Regions from separate parts of the Mus musculus genome. Here all the other regions are linked to region 1. Evidence: chromatin contacts called from public HiChIP or PLAC-seq data. All regions are on one chromosome and are shown on one strand. Each heading gives the region's core, a stretch centred on a gene start, on an enhancer-like site or on the middle of the called end of the contact. The rest is flanking DNA. Distances are from core to core; before and after follow the strand shown.

Region 1 (4,184 bases), core at 1,354-3,853:
TAATGGTGTAAAATTCTGAGCCCAAAAATGCTCTTGAAACTATGGAACTGAAAGGGCAGAATTAGGAATTATACCTCAATAAGGATGTTAAAATACAAAAGAATTCTTAGAAAATTAATTTTCAGTAAATCTGAAATGAATTAGACAACATACATATGCTTAGGTAAAAGAAAAATGAGATAGACGAATATGGTGTCACCTGAAGAAAACAAGATATGTAAAAATAAACAAATATTTTTGTAAAATATTCTTGCATAAGGCAGCAGTGATAACAGCGTAATGTTTGTAACCTATCAAGAGTTGAAGTAAACATTTCTGGGCATGGCAGTGCAAGCCTTTAACCCCAGCCCCTGAAGGCAGAAGCTGGTAGATCTACGTTCCAGGCCACCCTGGTCTACAGAATGAGTCCCAGAACAGGCAGGGCTTCAGAGAGAAACCTTGTCTCAGAAAAAGAAAGAAATGTCAAGAGCATCCAATAGGATGGGAACAATTACAAATGCCATCTTGGGCCCTAGAAAGATGGCTCAGAGTTTGAAAGCAGTGGCTGCTCTTCTAGAGGACCTGGTTTCAATTTCCAGCCCCCACATGGCAGCTCAGCACTGTCTTGTGGCTCCAGTTCCAGGGGGATCCGACACTCTCACACAGACATACATGCAGTCAAAACCAATGCACATAGAAGTAAAAATAAGTTACATATATGTGTATGAAATGCTGTCTTCATAAAGTGCTAGTATTACATGAAAAAGGATAGTGTCACTTGGTTGATGTAGAATCTCTGAAAATATTTCATGCAGACGTCAAAGAAAATAGGTGACTTTAAGGAATAAAGTAAAAATAACGCATACAAGTGGATTACAAGCTGGGAAGTCAGGTTCGTGGTGTATTTGTTTGGCAAGTGGTCGAGACAGGGTTTCTCTGTGTAGCCCTGGCTGTCCTGGAACTCACTTTGTAGACCAGGTTGGCCTCCAACTCAGAAATCTGCCTTGTCTCTGCCTCCCAAGTGCTGGGATTAAAGGCGTGCACCACCACCGCTTTTTGTTTTGTTTTGTTTTTTCAAGACAGGGCTTCTCTGTGTAGCCCTGGCTCTCCTGGAACTCTATGGACCAGGGAGCCTTAAACTCAAGAGTTCCACAGACCTTCCCTTCCTCGTGCTGGGATTAAGGGGATGTGCCATCACTTCCCGGAGCAGTTTTGTTTTTCTCAGCTCAGCCACTGAGAATCATGAAGGTTTCTTTCCTCTGTTTTAAATATGGGATGTTTCTTCATTGAAATTTTGTAGTTACAGTGTGTACCAGGGAAGACAGAGCTCCCCTGCTTGTTTTCGCTGGTCGGGTTTTGTTTTCTTTTCTAACTTGTAACCTTACCAAAGAAAGCAGGCCATACCTCAGTAGAACACGGATTGTGAACCATGTAGCCAAAGACAGACTGTGCAGCACTGTTTTAAAGGGTTTTGTTTTTCTTTTTTTGTTGTCAGATTGTTAAACTATTAGGGAAGAAAATGAAATTCCAAGTGGATGTTTTCTGCCGTTCACTATTTTTTGTCCAGACTTTAGATTCTCAGGATAATTTTTTTCTTGTACTTTCTTATAAAAATATGCTTAGTTTCGTCCAGAGTTCCTCGAGGTCATTGGATACATCTGTAGAATTACGGCTGCCACAGCTGCTTCCAGAGGTGCTCTTTTTGCTTATCAGGCTCCACACTTCAATTTGCTGGTATTTCCCGTCCTTTCTTACATGGGAATTAAGCTGTCTTTGGATTGTTGAAATACTGCTTCCTAACTTCCAAGCCCAAGAATGGTGTGCTGCTACCTCCTTTGGCCACATTCCCTCCTCCACTAGGAGGGCAAACCCATGGCTAGGCTCCCCTCACTTTTAAAAACAAAAAACAAAAAAACCCAGACATATTCTATGCTGCACTGGCTGGGCTCAAATTCACATACTCCCACCCACTCCCCCAGGGTTTCTCAATGCAGCCCTGGCTGTCCTGCAACTCGCTCTGCAAACCAGCCTGTCTCTGCTTCTGCTGTTGAGCCATCACATCCGGCTTCTAACATCTCTCTTTTAAGGTTAAGGTTGAACTTAATTTAGGTCTGTTTTCCAATCCAAAATCCGAACGTCATCAGGATCACTCATCCCTCCCCACCTCCCAGCTGACATGCTTCTGTAATCTTCGAGTTCCGATTTTCACGCGTGCCTGATGATGAACTCCCACCGCCACCTCTGCAGGTAGACCGGGTCTCAGCAGTCATCAATTTGTGCGCGCGCCCCTCCGCCTAAGTATGACTAAACACCGCCGTGGACAGAAGCCATTCCCTCGACAAACAGACAGACACGTCAGATGATCATGACCACGGAAGACAGCACGGAGGCGACGTGGGACAACTTAACAGCCGGGTTGCCCTTCCTTCTCGGTGGAGCAACCCCACCCCGCCACACCGGAACTGCCTCCCCCACGCCGGGCGCGCCCACGCACGTCAGCGCCGGAGCTGCGGGAGCCGCCCCCCTCCGACGCAGGTGGCCCGCGCGACACGCGCATGCTCCCTAGGTAGGGTCACGAGCGGCTCCGGGTGCTACAATCTGTTGCGCCGCCCTCGGGGAGCCCGCAGATCCGGGTCTCGTGGCTAAGAGTGACGTGGTCTATCGAATCCAAACAGAGGGGAGGAGGCCGGCGGCCAGCAGCATCGGCAGCGACAGCGGCGTCCGGAACGCTCCCGGCCGCCACCCTCCCCGCCCGCCGCTGTTTTGGGCGGGTGAGTGTCCCGTCCCCCCCTCTCTCCCCGGCCCACCGCCCTCCTCGGCGACCCTCTTGGCGTCGCCACTTCTGTGGCCGCGCGCACCCGGGGACCGCTGCGGCGGAGCGGGCGCCTTTGGCTGGGCGCTGCACCCGGGGAGCCCGCAGCCGCTGGCCCGGCAGCCTGCAGCTGGGCTGCACAGGCACCCGCAGTCCGGGTGCTTTCACTTTTAGGGCCCCATAGGCGGCGCGGGCGTGCAGGGGGTTAGGGACAGTCACCCCGAAGGCCGGGCGGTGGCGTTTGCCTGGTGGGTTCGATGAAGTCACCCGGACGGGGCCCTTTTGTTGTGGTGTGTTGGTAGCTGCCATCCTAAAAGCCAGAGCTCTTCTTTAGCCTCCATTGTGTTGCGGATTTAAAGGATTCCCCTTTTCTGTTGGTTCAGTTCTGTTGGTTCAGTACGTGGAGCCGGGGCTGACAATGGAGCAGGTAGCAGCACCGTTATCGGAAGGAATGCAGGGCAACAGCCTGGCAATGGTTTGAGATCCGTGTCGCTGCTTAAAGCCGAAGTTTTCCGAAGTGGCTGCTTAAACGTTAGGATTTTAGCCAAGATGATACTTGCTAACTGTAGCGAGGCGGCAGGATGCTTTTAGTTGCCCCAGTTGGAAAAGCCGAGGATGCGGCCTTAGTAATGGAGTGCCCTGGGTTTACAGCTGGAGCGCCTGATGAGCTTCAGGAAGCATTTATACCTGCATGTGTGGAAGACACCCTCCCGATTTTGTGTTGTGGTGTCACTTGGCAGCTATCCGTACCAGAATTGGGAAAAACCTACAGTTTACCAAGGGTTCTAGTCTGGAAACGCTCGCTGCCCTGTGTCTGCTGTGGAGGTTAGGGGAAGCAGCTGCGTGCTCCTGCTTCAGGTGACTCCCTGCTCGCGCAGATTCCTTCAGTGTAGCCGCCCACCCTTTTGCCCTCCGCACTCAGACCAGAAAACCAAGCCTGGATGTTCCATCGTGTTTTCGAAAAGGGACATTTCCCCCTCTCCAAGATACTTATAGTGTTTCTGTGGAAAGCAGCAGGAAGGAACGAGGAAACAGATTGATTGCTGTCCATCAAATCTGGGAAGAAGTCTTAGGAATTTAGACCCCTATCTTTGAAGGGTGTGCCCTTGGGCAGTAACGGACCTCGTATCAAATCTTTTCCTCCTGTGTAGATCATGGATTTTCCCTCTTTTTTTTCTCCCATACTTGGAATCTTGATGATATAGACAAAGGAGAATTTTCTTTTTGCACTTCCCCCTTTTCAGATTTTTTTAAAAAACCCTCACCCTTTTTACTATTCTAAAACAATATTTTTTGTTTTGTGAGATGTTTTTGTAGTGATTGGAGGAGATGTTTATAGAAGTACATGAGGAGGAAAGAATGATAATCGCGTCTCTCCTCTTGCCGGAATGTT
Region 2 (3,885 bases), core at 934-3,433, 69 kb before region 1:
AACTGTAAAACTCTCAGTTTTATTAGTATAAAATGAGAATGCCTATCATACAATCATTTTGATAACATATTTCTGTAAATTTTTTGCTTGTTGCTGTTGTTTTAAAAAGTAAGTGTGGTAGTGCTGGGATCAATCCCAGGAACCTTGGGCACACTAGGAAAGAAAGATGTCACCAGCACTTTTCAGAATAAGTGGGTTTCCTAAGAACACACTTCATCATTACCTTTGCTTAATAACAAATATAAGTCTTTCATTAGAAAGTATTATTTTATAATTCACCTCAGAGTTTTAAGAATGGAACCATTAATTTCTAAAAAACAAAACAATGTGTTACCCATAAAGAATCCACAGGGAACCTTCAGTGTGTATTTTGGCACCCCATCTTTAGTGAGGACAACTGCAAAGCGTTTTTCTATAACTTTCTTCTAAGAGTTCAGCACAAGGCAGGAAGATTTTTAGTAGTCTTGGTGTTTCTAACATTCCTTTGAATCTACAAAGCATTACTAATGCCCAAACATGGTGGTGCACACCTTTAATCCCAGCACTCAGGGGGTGGAGGCAGAGGCAGGGACTAAAGTTTGAAGCTACATAACAAGTGCCAGGACAACCAGAGAAGCAAAGGGGGAATTGGGGGGGGGAGGGGGGGGAAGGGCACACAGATGGATGAAATATACAGCTCCTAGTAAGCAATGTAACTATTAAAATAGAGCAAAACAGCATAGAACATTGAAGATAATCTGGGTGAAGGAAAATGAATGACCATATTGCTAATGAGAAAGTACAGAATTCTGGGTCCAGCACTTGGCTCAATAACAGTGCCTAGAATACATGAAGTCCTGGCTGAGTATGATCCCAAAACTAGGAAGGTGGAAGGAGGAGGATCAGAAATTTAAGATCAGCTACATAGCAAAGCTGAGGCCAGCCTAGACTACATAGACCTTGCCTGAAAAGAAGAAATGCAGGAGGTTGGAGGGACGGGAAAAGGAGGCCAGCCACATGGTTCAATAGATAAAAGGGGTTGTCACCAAATGTGGCAATTTCTAGAACTTACATGGTAGAAGGAAAGAACCAACAACCCCTACACCTGCACTCACATGTGCATATAGACACATGTATACACACACACACACACACACACACACACACACACACACACACACACACACGCGCGCGCGCATGCACGGAGGAAAAACAGTGCAAAATCTAATGCAGTCCTCAGGCTGGGAATAGGTATACTGAGCATGTACTAGGCCCAAGCTCAAATCCCAACTCTATCCTTCATCGACTCCAAAAAGGGTTCTAATACATTTTCAGAGGTGAAAGGAAAACAAAGTGTAAGAAGTAATCCTTAACATATTAATGCTGAGTACAAAGTAGCAACTGATGCTATTACTGTCCTTTCAGTCTCTCTATGTAATGCAGGCCAACCTCAAACCTGTAGAGATCTTTCTGCCTCAGCCTACTGTATGCTGGGATTTTAGGTGTGTGCCACCATATAAATATTTGATATCGAGGATCAAAGCAAGACTTTGCACATGCTAGGGTAAGCATCCACTACCCAGCTTAGACACATTACTAGCTCATAAATAAAGTACTTGTTGTTGTGAATATAGGTTCTTGCATGCACATATGTCTGTGTACCACTTGCTTGTCTGGTGCCCACGGAGGTCAGAGGAGAACCTAAATAAGAAGTTTTCATACACCTTATTTTTATCTATTCGAAAATGAAATTTTAATCCAAATATCCAGCTGAGATCAGTAGTACATATCTGTGGGGTGGTGAGCTGTGCCTGGTCCCCCGGGTCGAGCACAGGTCTGGAACCGGAGCGCCCCCCCCCCCCCCGCCCCCGTGGTGGGCGGAGATTTCCAACAGCAAGGGACAGCAGGAGTTTGGCCACGCCTCCTGGGTATCCCACTGTGCTCGCAGCACACAGCTACAGCAGCAGAGGTAGCTACAGCCTCCCACAGCCCCCCTGCAGAGAGGCATGCTGCATCAATCAAGTACTAGCTGCACCAAGCCCTCCCACATACAAATAAGGTTTCCCCAAACTCAGTCCAAGCCAATAAAAAGCACCTGCTGTCAAACCCTGGATCATCCCCAAAACTGTATATAAGTCCCATGCAGGGAGAGAACTACTCCGTCATCTGAGGCTTTGTCCTAAGAGCTCTAACACTTGGGGAGAGGTCGGCTCTCCCAAAGAGCTGCCTGAGGTCCTGTCGCACTCTCGCTAGTCAGCTTCTCCTCGGCCCAGCCCGACCCGACTCAGTGAAGAATTACTGCATGGCAGAGAAGTGGAGACAACCAGCACAGCAGAAGCAGGGAAGTAACTTCCCCTCCCTGCCTGCATTCGCTTCCCTTCGGGGAACCCTCGCACCAAGCCTGGCCAGAGATCTCCGTGTAAAACCTCTGGTAGCCAGGCCCACACATATGCAAGCACTAAAGATGCAGAAGTATGAGGATCAAGAAGAGTCTGTGAGCTGTTCCTCCCATGCATGGGCTGTTCCTAGAATGTGCTTCTGTGCCCCTCCCAGGTATGGTAAGTAGGAGTAGGTTTACTTCAGGTTACAGGTCCTGCTTCTATTATTCTGATGAGGTTTCCAAGCAGGGTCTGTCCTCATGACAGTATACAGCTTGAACTCACCTGAACTTTGCTCATATGATCTTGCTTAACCCTCAGAATGTAAATTCTATTATGCCCTAAAGAAAGTGATTGCATGTGACTTTAGTCCTCCTCATTTTAGGCTACATTTTCCCATGTTCATGCCACCAACTAGAATGGTAACTCTACCACTGAATTACATCTGTCCAGCCCCAGTAGAAAAAACTGTTAAGATGGGCATGGTAGTTCAAATGTACAATCCCAGTTCTTAGGAAACTCACACAAAAGGAGATTGGGCAGTGAATTCTATGCCAGCCTCCACTACATAATGAGACAGCTGGGCAGTGGTGCTGCATGCCTTTAATCCCAGCAGGTGGGAGGCAGAGGCAGGCGAATTTCTGAGTTCCAGACCAGCCTGGTCTACAGATTGAGTTCCAGGACAGCCTGGGCAATACAGAGAAACACTGTCTTGAACCACCCCCCACCACCACCCCCCAAAAAAAAATCACTACATAATGATAACTTGTCTTAGAGGAAGAGAAAGTGGACCAACAAATTGATGGAAGAGAAAAATTTGATTCTCCATGCCTTGTTTGAAATAAAGATATTTAAAGCTTAGCAGCTACATTTGTTAAATCTCAAAGAAATCTGGAAGAGGTCTTGCCCAGTACCTGTGGCTCTTCCCAGCACTTCTCACATGACCTCCTACCCTAAGCCTCTCCCTCCATGGGGCTGAGCTTCCACTTAGCTATATAACAGCCATTTTGCCTCCATACCTGAATCTCCTGATCTCTTTTTCAGATTGCCCCAAACCACCATCCCTTTCCTCTTTTCTCTCTCACTCCCCACCCCTCCTTTCATGGCCATATTCAGTCCAGAGCCTTTGTACTCTCCCTTAATAAGCCCTCCCTCAACCATACCTAGCAGACACAGTCCTCTCCCAACATTTAATATACATTACTTACCTCTAACCTATTTTTCAATGACTTAAGATATAAGCCAGGATTTGTATATGAACATGTGGGATGTGTGTGAGGACCAAGCCCAGGTTCCGTGAGCTTGGTAAGCAGTTGTTCTACCAGAGTTACACCTGCAGTCCCTAAATGGATTAAACAAAACTGAAGCATGGGCCATTTAATGTTCCCCAAGTAAAGTTGACATGAAAACTAAGAGACTGGAGCTGCAGAGATAGATAGCTCAGCAGTTAAGAGCACTGACTGCTCTTCCAGAGGTCCTGAGTTCAAATCCCAGCAACCACAGGGTGGCTCACAACCATCTGTAATGG
Region 3 (3,740 bases), core at 645-3,144, 110 kb before region 1:
GAGGCATAACTGCTAGCCGCATAGAAACTGACTAGGAGACAGCTCAGATGGTAAAGGACTTGCCTTACAAGTTTGAGGACATGAGTCCAATACCATATTAAAAGGTTCGGTGGGGTAGCACAATTAAAAGTGGGTCCCTATGTAGCCCAGCCTGCATGCCCCAGGTCCCAGTGAGAGACCCTCCCAAATCTTTCCCAGCTCTCATCTCAGCCCTGCATCTTGCAGGAACTGACTTACCAAGCTTCTAAGTTCACTTGTCCTTTGCAAACAATAACAGTCTTCCCATCCAGTCTACCACTCGCTGGTGATGACATCTCAGAGAATGTGTGTTAGTTTTTTGTTTTTGTTTTTTCCTTTTGAAAACCAGCATCAGCCAGGCATGGTGGCACAAACCTTTAATCCCAGCACTCTGGAGGCAGAGACAGGCAGATTTCTGAGTTCGAGACCAGCCTGGTCTACAGAGTTCCAGGACAGCCAGGGCTACACAGAGAAACCCTGTCTCGAAAAACCAAAAGAGGAAACCAGCGTCGTTCCATGCTGGCCTTGAACCTACTTCTGCCTCCTATTGCTGTGACAAGGGTGTGCACCACCACAACTGGAGCTAAAATATCAAATCCATGTTGCAATTTCTAAAAGGCAAATCCAGGTTTGCATTTTTAACCAGGTGTGATAGAACAGCTCTACTGTTTCTTGAAGAAATCCTCATGCTCGAAAATATGAACAGCAGTAATGAGGCATGGTCACATAAACATGTAATCCTAGCACTGGGAGAAAAAGTCCCCCAAGTTTGAAGCCAGCCTGGTCATACTGTAATTTCCAGGACAGTGAAACCCTGTGTGAACAAGTAAAATAAAAACCCGAGCATTAGCAAGGATACAGTATAATCTCAAAGCCAAGCTGGTATACTCAAGGAGTAATTGTGCACATCTCCTTCTTTAAATTTATCTAAGGGTAGTGCTAGGAACTGGCAAGTACACCACTGGCTGCATCGCAAATGGGCCTGGTGCAGTGTCACTTCCCGTAGGACCCACACTGGCTCTCCATGGCTGCCCTCCAGGAAAAAGATCTCTTCAAAGGCATGAACTGACCATTGCCACACTGAAGAGAGGTGCCATTATATGGATCAGAAGGTGTTTCAAAGTACAAACCAGAAGTGCCCTGGGTCGGAAGATGTGCTTAGTGAAGGGATACACTGCAGGCAGGGGCTGGGCTGCACACTATTGGCAACGGAACCCAGAGCCCCATACATGCTACAGGACCTACCTGAGCTCATATGCCATCTTGCTTTCATGCAACAGAGTGCATGCTCTTTCATGAGGATCTGAGCCTGAGTCCCAGAATCTCAAAACAGGCATGGACACACATAGCACTAGGGTAAGACCCTTTCCGAAAGAGAAAGACATTAGGTATCCTCTGACTCACATGCAAATGTGTGAATTGTGATACCAGTAGTAGCAAGAAAAAGGAGGTAGCATGCTTTCCTCGGATCTTTTGTTGATACAAAAAAATCCTTGTGCTTCTGAGAACTGATACAGTGTGCAACACAGGTACCCTGTTACTGATTCTCAAAACCAAAAGTGAACATTTAGAATAACTGTCATGAACAAAGACAATTGTGCTAGTGTTATGTAAATTGGCTATTTCCGGATTGCAGTTTTGTCTTAGACTATAAACCCTACTCCCCAGTTTTTTTGTTTTTCTTTTAAACAAAGGATCTATGAAACTCTCACTAATCTCAAATCATAGCGATCCTCCAGCCTCAGCGTCCTCAGTGTCAGGATTACAAGCATATATTATACTCTTCTCAGTTTTAAAGTCAGTACTAGAGCCTCAAGTATGCTCAGTGTACTCTGCCCAAGTACAGCCCTGCTTTCAGGTTATGCAGCGGAGCTACTTCTCTAAGGTCAAACACCAAGTGGTTCCTGCCTTAATGTTGACCACCTTACTGGTGAGAGCTTGTCTTAGATGCAGCCTTGGTTTATGAAAAAGCACTTCCGCTGGGTGATGGTGGCTCGTGCCTTTAATCCCAGCACTCAGGAGGCAGAGGCAGGTGGATTTCTGAGTTTGAGGCCAGCCTGGTCTACAGACTGAGTTCCAGGACAGCCAGGGCTACACTGCCTTGAAAGAGAAAAAGCCCTTCCTACTCCTCACTCTAGCTCCCCGACAAGCAACAGAAACAACTCTCCAGTGCACTACGCTGGCACTGTCTGTTTTGTTGGTTACATGAGATTTTGCAGTCCTATGTGATAGAAAGTTAGTTTAGGCAACTGATGAGCTACTGAGCTAAACTCCCCACCCCACAATCAGTTTAAGAGGTTCGATAATTAGGTCATTAGGTCTATGTACTTTACCAAGCAAACTTGTAAGTAAGCCAGTTTGCTGCCGCTTTGGGCTTGAACACGAAGGAATCTGTTTGGCCCACTACTGAACAAATTCAGGTCTGTAGGACACACGGGCAGGATCAGAGGCGGGACTGCTGATCCTGCTGCCTCGGCTTGCCAAGTTCTGAGATTGGAGCAGCAGGCTTACACACCTGGATACACCTCTACCATTGCAAATGATTGTTTCAAACACTGTTAAACACTAAATACTTACCTAGATGAAGAACAAGATCAGAAAAAAAGCTGGCTTTATGTTTATTATATGGTCTAACAATGTAGCTTGGTAAACCTGGAACTGGACACATAGACAGGGCTAGCCTCAAATCTGCCTGTCTCTCTCTGCCTCCTGAATATTGAAATCAATACCACAACACCTAGTACCAGCTTAGTCATCTTAAATTAAAACTAAGATTAATCATGACATCAAGAGCATTCAGAGTTTTCATGGTACAACACAACCTTGCCACAACTTGTGTGGAAATATGAAAACTGAACAGTGTTGCCTCAAACACCAGGGGAAGAGAGGAACTTAAACGCTCGCTCAGAACTCAGCTCTGTAATGTTCCAGTACAAAGCAGGTGACTAGGAACCTAAGTCCTTCACAAACTCAAAGACTTGACAATTCACAGAAACTTAGCACACACACCATCACTATGAAGCTGTAACTCTTAGCACACACACCATCACTATGAAGCTGTAACTCTTAGCACGCACACCGTCACTATGAAGCTGTAACTCTTAGCACGCACACCGTCACTATGAAGCTGTAACTCTTAGCACGCACACCATCACTATGAAGTTGTTGAGGGCGTCTAACTGCTTCTTGTTTAATGTGATGAATCAATTCCCTGTCTAGAAAGAAGACTCAGAAATGAGATATAAAACATGTGCAGGGGGAATGTGCATGCATTTATTTTTAAGAATTCCCAATAATGGGGAAAATTCAACATCTTTAAAAATGTGTTTATTTTTTAAAAATTCAGTTGTATACAAAAGTGTTTCGTAGTTTTTAATTCTCAAGACAGACACCCAACCCCCCACCCACAGCCCACCCTGCTTCAATATTTCTGGTAACCAGCCCATTTTCCCCTTACAAGAAGTTAATGGCTCAGAATAGACCCTCCTACAGAATTACCATCACTAACAAACTGTTTAAGATCTAAAGAAGCCAACAAGCAAGGTTCTTTCAAAGTGAGGTTAATGAAAATCCCTATAATGGCAGTAACTTCCAGCAGACACCACGACAAAGCACCATCAAATGCTGAAAGCTAAAAAATAGATATCATTTTCAATAATATTTCATTTTCTATTGGAAAAGTCTTTAAATTACATTAAATAAGTCTTTTTTTTCCCCCAAAG

The links. HiChIP or PLAC-seq counts read pairs in DNA pulled down with a chosen protein or histone mark.
Region 2: an H3K27ac HiChIP or PLAC-seq map of embryonic stem cells shows a contact between it and region 1, with 6 read pairs. The contact joins the enhancer-like site here to the promoter of Smim14 in region 1. A contact is called at or near these places in 3 of 484 Hi-C or Micro-C datasets (brown adipocytes, hemogenic endothelial cells and nephron progenitors), 5 of 115 datasets of contacts at active chromatin or transcription factors (the HPC-7 cell line, the SCID.adh cell line, embryonic stem cells and 1 more) and 3 of 9 other capture datasets (adipose tissue, liver and pancreatic islet).
Region 3: a contact with region 1 is called in an H3K4me3 HiChIP or PLAC-seq map of embryonic stem cells, with 17 read pairs. The contact joins the enhancer-like site here to the promoter of Smim14 in region 1. A contact is called at or near these places in 1 of 15 datasets of contacts at CTCF or cohesin (large pre-B cells), 2 of 484 Hi-C or Micro-C datasets (adipose-derived mesenchymal stem cells and nephron progenitors), 5 of 115 datasets of contacts at active chromatin or transcription factors (the HPC-7 cell line, the SCID.adh cell line, bone marrow-derived macrophages and 2 more) and 3 of 9 other capture datasets (adipose tissue, liver and pancreatic islet).

What each region holds. Positions count from the first base shown.
Region 1 is chr5:65,491,302-65,495,485 of GRCm38.p6, reverse strand. It overlaps Smim14 (small integral membrane protein 14), which reads left to right and starts at 2,603. Exons shown (of 5, transcript NM_133697.4): 1 at 2,603-2,750.
Region 2 is chr5:65,559,754-65,563,638 of GRCm38.p6, reverse strand. All of the region lies in intron 1 of Ube2k (ubiquitin-conjugating enzyme E2K), which reads right to left. It overlaps Gm40309 (a long non-coding RNA gene), which reads right to left. Exons shown (of 2, transcript XR_868455.3): 2 at 1-3,885. Among named protein-coding and RNA genes, the nearest start is that of Gm40309, 20 kb to the right of the region's middle. Within about 2 kb of position 2,183, at least 35 of the 459 cell types and tissues checked have an H3K27ac peak or open chromatin away from gene starts, as enhancers often do. A contact at or near this core is called in embryonic stem cells, where this site is marked.
Region 3 is chr5:65,598,520-65,602,259 of GRCm38.p6, reverse strand. Ube2k (ubiquitin-conjugating enzyme E2K) reads right to left here. Exons shown (of 7, transcript NM_016786.4): 7 at 3,271-3,740. Among named protein-coding and RNA genes, the nearest start is that of Gm40309, 59 kb to the right of the region's middle. Within about 2 kb of position 1,894, at least 9 of the 459 cell types and tissues checked have an H3K27ac peak or open chromatin away from gene starts, as enhancers often do. A contact at or near this core is called in embryonic stem cells, where this site is marked.